2 separate regions of the Anser cygnoides genome follow, and region 2 is linked to region 1. A link is a contact called in public Hi-C data. All regions are on one chromosome and are shown on one strand. The core of a region is the stretch at or near the end of the contact, and the rest is flanking DNA. Distances in the headings are between cores, read along the strand shown.

What was found. A called contact is a pair of places that touch in the nucleus more often than the background predicts.
Region 2: a Hi-C map of liver shows a contact between it and region 1, with 3 times the contacts expected there. The contact joins the promoter of BCL10 here to the promoter of ZNHIT6 in region 1. A contact is called at or near these places in 4 of 7 Hi-C or Micro-C datasets (fetal liver, granulosa cells and liver).

What each region holds. Positions count from the first base shown.
Region 1 is chr8:18,485,771-18,490,677 of Taihu_goose_T2T_genome, reverse strand. It overlaps ZNHIT6 (zinc finger HIT-type containing 6), which reads right to left and starts at 2,587. Exons shown (of 10, transcript XM_067001236.1): 1 at 2,438-2,587; 2 at 1,533-1,598; 3 at 1,346-1,452; 4 at 1,173-1,258. The coding sequence starts at 2,505. It overlaps COL24A1 (collagen type XXIV alpha 1 chain), which reads right to left. Exons shown (of 60, transcript XM_048059107.2): 60 at 3,289-4,907. The coding sequence ends at 4,872.
Region 2 is chr8:18,620,350-18,625,754 of Taihu_goose_T2T_genome, reverse strand. It overlaps BCL10 (BCL10 immune signaling adaptor), which reads right to left and starts at 2,131. Exons shown (of 3, transcript XM_013178014.3): 1 at 486-2,131. DDAH1 (dimethylarginine dimethylaminohydrolase 1) reads right to left here. Exons shown (of 6, transcript XM_048059284.2): 6 at 2,272-5,405.

The sequences.
Region 1 (4,907 bases), core at 1,338-3,837:
CAAAACACTGTGATTGAGAAAGTCAATAAAGCAAGAATGGACACTACCTGAAACATTTTCAGCTGAAGTTTTCCACAGTTAAGAACAACATGCCAATGAACTCTTTTCTTTTCCAGTTAAAGCTCTTTAACATACCGTGAAAGTCACAAACAACTACTGTGGGTGTAAAACCACCTACAGAGCTGGGTTTTGAGCTACAACCCTGCTAGTGGATGGGATGCACAAGCAACACCTCAGCCACTCTAATAAAATCCTATCTGAAGGTAGCGTGAAGGATATCATCCTGCAAACATGCCTAAAAACTGCTGCCTCTGGAGCATCTCACCATCTTCAATGCACGTTTTCAAGACATGGTTATAATACAGAGTATGACAGCAGCTTAAAAGACAGAGGAAGACTTTAAATTTACTTGGCAGTAAAAAAAACAACATGAATTCTCTCCAACTGAGGAGTTGAATGCTATATTAAAAAGTATCTTCACAGGACTGGAAAACAGTGCCCTTATGCCTTTTTCTGACACACAAATGAGACAACGTATTTTGGAGTGCATTTTGGTTTTTATACTTCTTGATCTTGGTCTTCCCTGTTCTGTCATAGGGCTTTTAGGAAATGACATCTAATTCCATGATCTCATTGATGCTCTAGTGGAACTGGAGGAGTTTCAAGAAAAATCGCCTCTCATATTTAGCACGTTAGCTTTTACTTCACAGTTGCTTAGATTTATTCTTTGCAGAACTCTAGTTATCTTGGTTTGGTAAATGGGGAAGCATGTAAAACTTTTTAGGCAAAAAAATGCCAAAAAAAACCCCATGTTGTTTACATGGAATATTGTATGTAAAAATTCAGAAAAGTTGTAGAGGTAGAAAGGAGCAATCAGGCTCTCTTAATACACATCTCTCATTCTCAACCCAAGAGAACAGCCACGCATCAAGTATTTTAAGAATGCACAGACTGTTAGCAATTTATTCTTCTAAGCAACTGGATGTAGCCATCGGTACTGCTATTACATAAACCTGGAGACCTTTCTCGATTTCTGGCTCTAAAATCCAGGGTCATCCATAGCTTCACAGTAAAGGTATCAGCTCTGAAATCTACACTGGGACTGTCTCAGTGGGAATGTAAAGGTAGTCAACCCTATTTCCAACAGACCAAGTTGCTAATTTAAAACTTACAAATTTATTTGTTGTTGGCCTATGCACAGAAAGATCTCGAGCCGCAGCATCAGCTGTCCTTCCTACATCTTCCAGGAAACGATAATCTGAAAGCAAAAAACAGAATAGAAAAAAAACGTAGTGCTAACCTACTACAAATGGTGAATTTTAAAAAGCACATGGAATATTCTTACCGCTCAGAAGGTTCAAATCGGTAAATTCATTTACAGAGATAAATGATGTTTTATCCCTGACTCCATTACAGCTCAGTGCAAGCTTATGCTTCTTTACACACGATAGACTGAAACGACACAAAAAAGAACCATTAATACGCCACGCTCAGCACAAGAAACATAACAGCTCAATTTAGATAACAGATACCTGCACGAATATTTCATGCATCGCGGACATCTGTACTTAGCTTCCTCTTCACTACACGTTTCACATCTGAAAGAAGCAGAAAACACCTCTTAGGAAAGTGGCAGCTTTGTGCCCAGCTGGCAGTGGCTTGGGAGGGCACCACCCAACAGGCAGGCACGGTGCCATCAGCTGTCACGTTTGGATAACGTTACCTGAACCTTGAAAGGAGAGAGGGAAAGCACAGATAGCTTGGATTTGATAAGCTAGTGGACACAGCAACATGAGCTACGGTGAATATCTCCAAACACGTACCAGGGTCCTACCGATATTAAAATGCACCGCAGAGACGCTTTGAGGAACACCAAGCTAATGCAGGGCTGGAAGCACAGCAAGGCTGCATCACTTTATGCTTCGCAGGCTGCTCTATCAGTGCCTTTCTGCATTTATATTACTCATAATGTGCATTACTACTTTTCATCTGTCTAAAACTGGGTGCATCAGTGTCTGGGATTCACACTATGACCTGAACACCTCCGCTGGCAGAGACCAAACCCGGGAGCCTCCTGGGGCTGCCTCCCTCCCTCGCTCCCTCCCAGCCCCTGCCCGCTGCCCAGCCGCCCCGCACCCTGTCGGGCAGCCAGGCCGGCCGCATGGCGCCGCACCGCCGCTCCTCCCTCCCAGGCGCGGCGGCAGGAGCGAGGATGCCCGGGGCAGGGCGGCGCCGAAGGGCTCGGACCCCGCCGGGCAGGCCCGGCCCGGAGCAGCGGCCTCGCGGTGGGGAGAGGCCGCCGCAGGACGCGGGCCGCAGCCTCCCCGCGGCGGCCCCGGAGCCCCCGGGAGGCGCCCCCCGGGCCGGGCCGCGGCCGCGAGGGGAAGCGAGGGCGCAGCCCGGGGGCTGCGAGGCCGCCCCGTCCCCGCGCCCCTACCTCTGCAGGGACATCTTCCGCCCCCCGGCCGCCCGCCCGGGGCTCCCGGGGCCGCCCTGCCCCGCCATGGCTGCGCGGCGCCGCCTCCGCACGCGGGGCCCGACGGGGCGAGCCCGGCCGAGGCCTTCCCCCGGCCGGCGGCGCCGCCTGGCGGCTCGCGGCGGCCTCTGCGGCCCTCCCGCGTGGAAATCCTCCCCGCCTCAGCAGGGACAGCAGGGCTCTGACACACAGCTGTGGTCTAGCTCAGGGCTTGCTCTAAAATTCGGGGTAACAAAGGAGACGATTGCCTCCAACCATCAGCAATTAACAGCTGAGGGAAGGTACCTTCACAACACCGTGGGACAGAGTTGGGCCAGAGCTCCTGGGAGTGCTTTGAAGAGCTCAGGTGGCTGCAGGCAAGCGGCTTCCCGAAACTCATGCTGCACAATGTAATAGTACGCTGCTTTCAACCGACCGTTTCTGGCAGCCTCCCACCTCAAGCACCACAGTACATTACTGGCTGGTAGTGGCCCGGTGCACAAAGTCTTCGTGCAGTTGGCATGGGATTTGCATTTTTGACTCAATCACAGAAATGAAGATATTTACATCTGAGCAGACTAATAATGCTTTAAGATATGTGTTTTTAAAATAGACGATTTCTGATAGAAACTAAGAGAAAACAAATACAGGCTATAAATAATTTCCAAAAGTAAGGCAATAAGATTAAAAAATACACATGAAGCAGAACATTTTCTAACATTCTTACTGTACATATATATATATATCACATCAGCTCCAAAGACAAACTAAGAGCAAACGCCAAGTGATGCTGGCAAAACTAGCAATCTTGAAAATGCAAAAGCAACAGGAAGGAATTTTCTATAACCTTTATTGTCATTCAGTGATCTTACATAGTTTTTGATCAGATTTTCTCACAGGGAACAAAAACAATGCTTTAATCAAAAACATAGGATGTACATGTACTTTACCTTGTAAAAAGTAAATACTTGTGCAATATTCCACGGCATTTCCCCTTGGAAAACAAAGCACTAGCACCTAAAAAGTACCCTTCTAGAGGATTTCCATCATTGCTGAGAATGAACTATACAGTATCAAAACAAGATAGTAAAAGACAAACGGACAGTTTGGAAGCTTATTTTATTATAGCTTAAGTATGCTTTCCTGTGGATCAAGACAATTAAACCAGTTGTTTGAACACTTCCCTGCTTTGCAGTATGGTTTGGTATCATTTCCCACTTATCTGCCATCTTCCTCAGTAGACTTTGGATTGAAATAGATACATCGTTATAAAAGAGTTATAAAAGAGTGCTTTTCCTAATAGTAAAATTGTTTTTTGTTTGTTTTTAATAAAGATGGTTGAACATTTTAGGCTTAATTTAAGGAAACAAATGATCTAATAATATTGCAAAAAAATGAAATTTCTAAATTGATGAAATGTTGATTATAATTTAACAGCAGTCTTTCAGAAGACATGCTGTAGTAATTTGTTTAACAAGTTACAAAATATATACACAATATATCATCATCTTAAGATGCCTTTGGCATTCCGAATCTAAAACTCAAAACTACTGTAGGTAGCTCTTCTAACAACAACTTTTACAATGGCTGTAAAGCTAACTGTTCTGACTATATGCATCATATACAACGTGCTGTCTTATATACCATTTCTGCAACAGTACATAAAAATATTTTAAACAAGAAATCCACATAAATAATGTTTTAATTGTAGTGAAGTATGTGACCAACGATTTAAAATAAGTACCTTGACAACAGAAACATATCCTGATGTAACCAGCACATACAGTCTGAAAGATAGAAAGGGACTCAAATAATCTCTGTTACGGCCACCAGCACCTTGTGTTATGAAGAGCACCAAGGCAACACGGACAGGAAACACATAAGAGGTAGTGTGCCATCTGTTAAGATGAATGTGTCCACAAAGGACTATAATAAAACTTAATGTTTAAGAAAAGAGGATGTATTGTACTGTGGCATAATTCACTTCTCATATATAAGCTATTGCACATTTAGGAGCATTAGCCAGTATTGCTCCTTAGTATTGTATGTCTCCAGCTTTCCTTGGGGTGGTTTTTTGCAGTGCTGTTAAACAGATTGCCAAGAACACTAGAAGTCCTGAAAAATTCCATGCTCAGATATTCAATTTCAGGAAATTATGCAAGAAAGCACCAACCAGTATTAAAAAGAGATTTAAATACTTTAGGAAAATTCTTGTAGTCTTCTCTTTCTTTCTTTTATTTATTTGAAATGCCATTTCTCCTTAGGAGGAAGTCTTTTCTTCCCGAAGTTCTTTAACCAACACTGTTCAAAATGAATCTTCAGTTTCATAGCAATTCTGCCTATAACAGGTCATTACTCTTGCACTCAATCTGTGCAGCAATTCCGTGCTGATGCAGAAAGAACCAGGACAGAACCTTTAAAGGAAGCACACTGAACCACTTTCTATGAAGTG
Region 2 (5,405 bases), core at 882-3,381, 140 kb before region 1:
GCGCCGCCCGGCCCCGTCCCGCCCAGCCCCGCGGCGGCGCTCACCTCTTTCTTCACGTCGGCCATCTCGTCCTCCGTCAGCGGCCGCCCCGCCGCCGCCGAGGCCGGGCCCGACCCCGCGGCCTCCATCGCGGAAGCCGCCGCCGCGGAAAGCCGCCCCCGGCACCGCTTCCGGCCCGGGCCCCGCCCGCCCCGCCGGGCATGCGCGGTGGCACCGCCCCGCGGCGGAGGGCGGCCGGGCAGGGGGCGGGGAGGCGGGGCCGCGCTCACCCCCCGCCCTCACAAGATGGCGGCCGCGCGCCGGGCCGCCGCAGGGGGTCGGGGCCGAGCTCGTCCCCGCCCGCTCTGCCTTGCCGCTGCCTCGCTACCCGAGGCGTAACGGTGCCGGTGTCTGCCTCGCGCTGCCGGCCGATCCGGCTCCCCAAAAAGCACGCTGGTTCCGCTCAGAACACTGACGCACGCCCAGGGGATACTCACCCTTCTTACCTGGCCCAGAGCTGATCCCTGCCGAGCCGGGCGTTAACGTCACAGTCCCCAGAACGGCTCCGGAAGGTTTCAGGCTGCGCGGAGCTCCCAGCGAGGCGGCTGTGGCACGGCCGAGGCGGAGGCCGGTGCCCCCCGGCCCCTGAGTCCGTCCTCGCCCGTTAAACCAAACGCCCTCTGGCTCCTTCTCTCCAAGGCGAACGAACGCTGCTGTAGGCTTCGCTGGCTCTCTACAACGCTTTGATAAAAATAGCTATCGTGCATTCTGGACCTAGGGTATTTATTAATAACCTTGCTCAGCGAGAGGTGCAGTTCAAAGCCACGTGACGTCTGGAGAGCTGGGCTTCTGGATTCCTCAGCCATGTAGGCCAGCATGAGGCAAACTAAAAGGAATTAACTTAAGCAATCAGGGAGGAGGGCATGTGGTTAGAGAATACCAGAATAGAATAGATTTTAGCAGATTTACTGCCAAAAAAAAAGAAAAAAAGAATTAATGGTCCAGGCAGCTGGAAGAAGACTACTCTCAGTATGAAATTTATTTCAGGAGGTTAGCATCAGTTCAATATTGAGAAGCGAGCCTCAATGAGGAGTGAGTTACAACTTTTTTTTAGAGGGAGGTGAGAAGATTTTGGACACCACATTGGTTTATATGATTATGTATATATGTCGTGTTGATATAGAATAAATTTCTGAGTCAAAGAAGTTTGCCATTTAGAAAAAAAATCAAGTAAATTAGTACCAACTCTCTCCTGTAGACATGCGTACACAAAGATGCGTATAAATGATGCAGTTTACTATATTAAGTAATTGCGCCAAGCTACCACAGTAGAGGTAGCACCAATTTAAATACCGTATTATAAAAATCTTACTTTTAACTCCTGTAAATTAGTACAAAGGCTATACTTACATCAGCCGTAAACAAAATATTTCCTCATCCTTGCTTCTCCAGCAGGAGGCTCTATTAGATTATAGTCTGTTTAAAGTCCTATTACTAGCCAAACTGTACGGTGTGGAATTGATGTAATTCTTTCGCTCCAGTACTGTTATTTTATGTTGGGTTTCCTAAATAAAGAGTTGAAGCAACAATACTGAAGCCCTGAACAATTAAAACTTTGACTGCCACACGGTGGCACTGAAGGCCTACGAGCACTTACCCTAGGCCCCGTGGAGGTGGGTGTAGCTGCGCGTCTCCTAATATCATTACTCCTGGTATCAGTCTAGTCATATTAGAGCACAAGAGTACAAGCAGAGATTAACCCCACCTGCATCATCTACAGCATGCAGCCAGTGGTATTTAGATATAAAACACGCAGCCATCTGTCATATTACCACAAAGCAACGCCTGAAACGCTGTCAACTCTCTTGACATCTTGCAGGAGGAAAAGATATAAGAGCTACATAAAGAATTAAAACAATGATCATGCCACTATACCTTAGTCGTTTCATTTGTTGTAACTTGCAGTAAATACACACACTACAGAAAAATACTGTACTACAATAACATCTATTTAGTTATCTTGGAGAATAACATCAATCGCAATCATTGCATCTAGCACACTTAGCCAGTACCTCCTCTATCTACGTTATTCTTAAAGGTAAGTCTGAAATCATGATTTGTTTTTAAAGAGTCACGATTTCTTCTAACAGGCTTAAAGGTTTAGTACTTGTGTCTATTACTGGCTTTATTTCTAGGTATGTAGCAAGCTTCCAAATAAAAAGATGGCATGGAACAGTATGAAATTAAATGCATGTGCTTGCTGTTTCAAAATAAGAGGCAAAAACTACATAGTTCACAGTACAATTGACACTTTATTCCATTGTGATGGGGATATATAGTAATGAAACTGCAAGGATCACAAAAAGAAAGAAAAAAATCAAAGTGCAAACCTCTATTAGAATAGATTATGGAATGTACTGATGTTTTTGGCACAAAAAGTGGGAAACTATATACTGCAACAAGATTTTCAGTTTGATGAAATGTAACACTTCTGTGTTCAGTAGTCATATTTGTGCACTGCAGAACAATACAATGTAAAACAGTGACTAACACGATTCACATGCAACTCTAAACAAGTTACATCATACGTCCAGTTAAAACTTTTCTGAAAATACACGAGGTCCAATGATACTTTGTTCACAATCACTTAACAAATACCATTCTTTAAGCAGTCTTATCTTTTCAGCTTCCTTACTGATAAAAACAAAAATAGAGAATCTTAAATAGTAAATTATTTTCCCAAAATGATTCTACATGAATGCCAGTATTTTCTATCAAAGCAATTTGGCTCTGACTTCATTGATATAATGTTTAAGAAGATGAGTGAAATCAAAAGCTGATTTTTTTTCCATATTTCATCCCCAATTTGCTGTGATCAAACAGAAAAAGCAGATTCCTGTTCTGCATTTCACTGAATATTTATTTTTAAAACTGGACATGGTGCTGCCTATGACCTCTGTACCTATTACATGGAAAACACCCAAAAAGTCAGAGAACAGCTTCATACAGTGGCATCTATTTAAGACCAAAAAGGATTATATTAGCATGGAAATGACAAAAATGCAGAAATGGAAGAATTCAAGATTATCTTAGAAGTACAGTATGCATTCACATTTTCATTGCAGAGAGAGATACTGTGTTCACATTGTTAAAGAGAGAAACCCACATAACACAGATCTTTCTAAACTCACAGTAAAGATAATAACCGTGAAAGATCTTCAATGCACATTGCAGCTCCTTCATTTGATCTAAGCTTGGTCATAGAAAAAAAAATACTGATGAGTAATTCAAACCCCGTTGCTGAGCTATTAACCACAAGATCTTCTGCACTGACCTTCTCTGTCATACAGCCTGACAGTTGTTATCAAATGCTTTATGTGGGCAGTTCAGTGTCTCATCTCCTTTTTTGGTTTGGGATTTCATCTTATTATTTATATTAATCAAGGATGATGATTCACATCAGACATCTGAGAAATGTTCTAGTGACAAGATGCACAGGACGCCCGTTAGATGTATATGTGTTACAGCAGAAATGTCCTCGCAATTGAATTCTTTGTTTGGGCAGCAGAAAAAGTAGCAAGCAGCAAGAAGTAGCAGCATTTGGCATGACTCTAGTTCTTAGTACCATACTGTAAATGCAAAGTGAAATGCTTTTAACGTTGTTGCTTTTTAATGTGATAACAAAGCATAATGCTAAAAGCAGAGAGGTGATGGCAATCCCATTAACCAGTTTAGGTAACTTTTGGCATCGAAGATTTGATTTAGAGCATCTATATTAGGAGGCAATCACACCTGTGACAACCTATGTCAAATGGAAACAAAGCACATGTGATTTAGAGCACCCAAATTCTGCACCTGAAGTTAGGTTGAGTACAGTTTGAAATAACCACCTGAGGGAATTCAAATCCCTCAGCCACTCCTCCACTCTTTCTGTATGCCAAAATACAGCCTTGAAGGCAAGGAAACCTAAATGGCAATAGGTGAAAGACCAACAACCTCTCTGGGAAATGAGGTGTTGCTCAGCTCTGAGATCCACCCTCCCCTCTCCCTTCCTTGGGAAAGCTATTATCACCTATTCTGTTGCTTTCAGGGACACAAGGTATCAACAATGTCCACCACATTTTTCTCTTTTCTGGAGCAATCCTGAAGAGGAGTCATCTCCCTTGTCACTCTCTAGATGTACAGCCCCTGCTGACAGTTATCCTTCCAGCTCAGTCCCTCAGAGTTAAAATGGACACCTCAGTTTCTCCTCCTACCTGGCAGCTACTTGAGGAAGGAGAGAATTAAGAATTAATTCACTATGAAGCGAACAGCAAGGAGACGGGAGTGCAGAAAAAGACTGAAGTAGGAGAACTGAGGCAACAGAAGGAAAATCCACTTGGAGTTAAAAAAGTGCTTATTGTACCATAAACTAGAAGCTGTAGTCTGAGGAAGAGAGGGGAAAAACGCAACAAGAAGTTTGAGGTGTGAATTGAATGGAAATCCCACAGCCTAACTGGCACAGGCCAGCTGGATGCTCCAGCTCCCCACTGAGATGATGGAGAGGGACTGAAGCAGATAGATGGGGCAAGGTGCGGCCAGGCCAGGGGAGTACAGACAGGCCAGGGGGTTCTGTTCAGGCTTTGTACAACAGCTCCCACAGATACAGATGTTTTTAAGCATAAAGCTTGGCTCTAGAAGTTATAGTTAAATACTGCGGGGTTATTTTTTGGCACAAAATCTTTGTTTAGTATCAATTCATTTTAAAATGCAAGATGCTGTACCAGATACATAAAAAGCACTGAGGGAAGGAGAGAACGGAGATTTCCCACTGCAACATTTACATCTCTAGAGCCTGATCATGTGGGTCAGGCTGAAATAGTAGCTCATGGAAAGGGAGGAGACAAAGGAGAAACATCAGGAGAATCCTTTGGGACAGCCACAAAAACAGCTGCTGTTTGGCTGGTGAAGGACCTCCTTTGGGACATATCTTTCCAAATACATTTTATTTGCTCGTCATTGTTCTCTCCCTCACGGTGCCTCGTGTCGTCACAACGTACGGTGCACCCAGACATGAGATGCATCCTGGTGGCTGCCAGGATGTTTACTCCACGTTAGCCACTGATGTGGGGTGAGAGATGCCCTGTGGAGAACCTATAGATATATGTACTTGTGTTTCCAACCTTATGATCGTGTGAAAAATCACGTGGGTTTCCAAAGCATACCAAAGTGCGCGCTCGGTTAATGCTATTTGCTGTGCTACAGAACGCATTACTAACCCCCCTCCCGCCGCTCGCTTCTGACTGTACCTCAGAAACACGCCACAAGTGGTTCAGGAAAGGTGGAGGAGGTGCCTAGGAAGTCGATAACATGTTCAGACTATTTGTCAGTCTCCGGAGAGTTCCCACTGCTGCCTCTGTTTGGGAATTTCTCCATCCTTAGTTTAC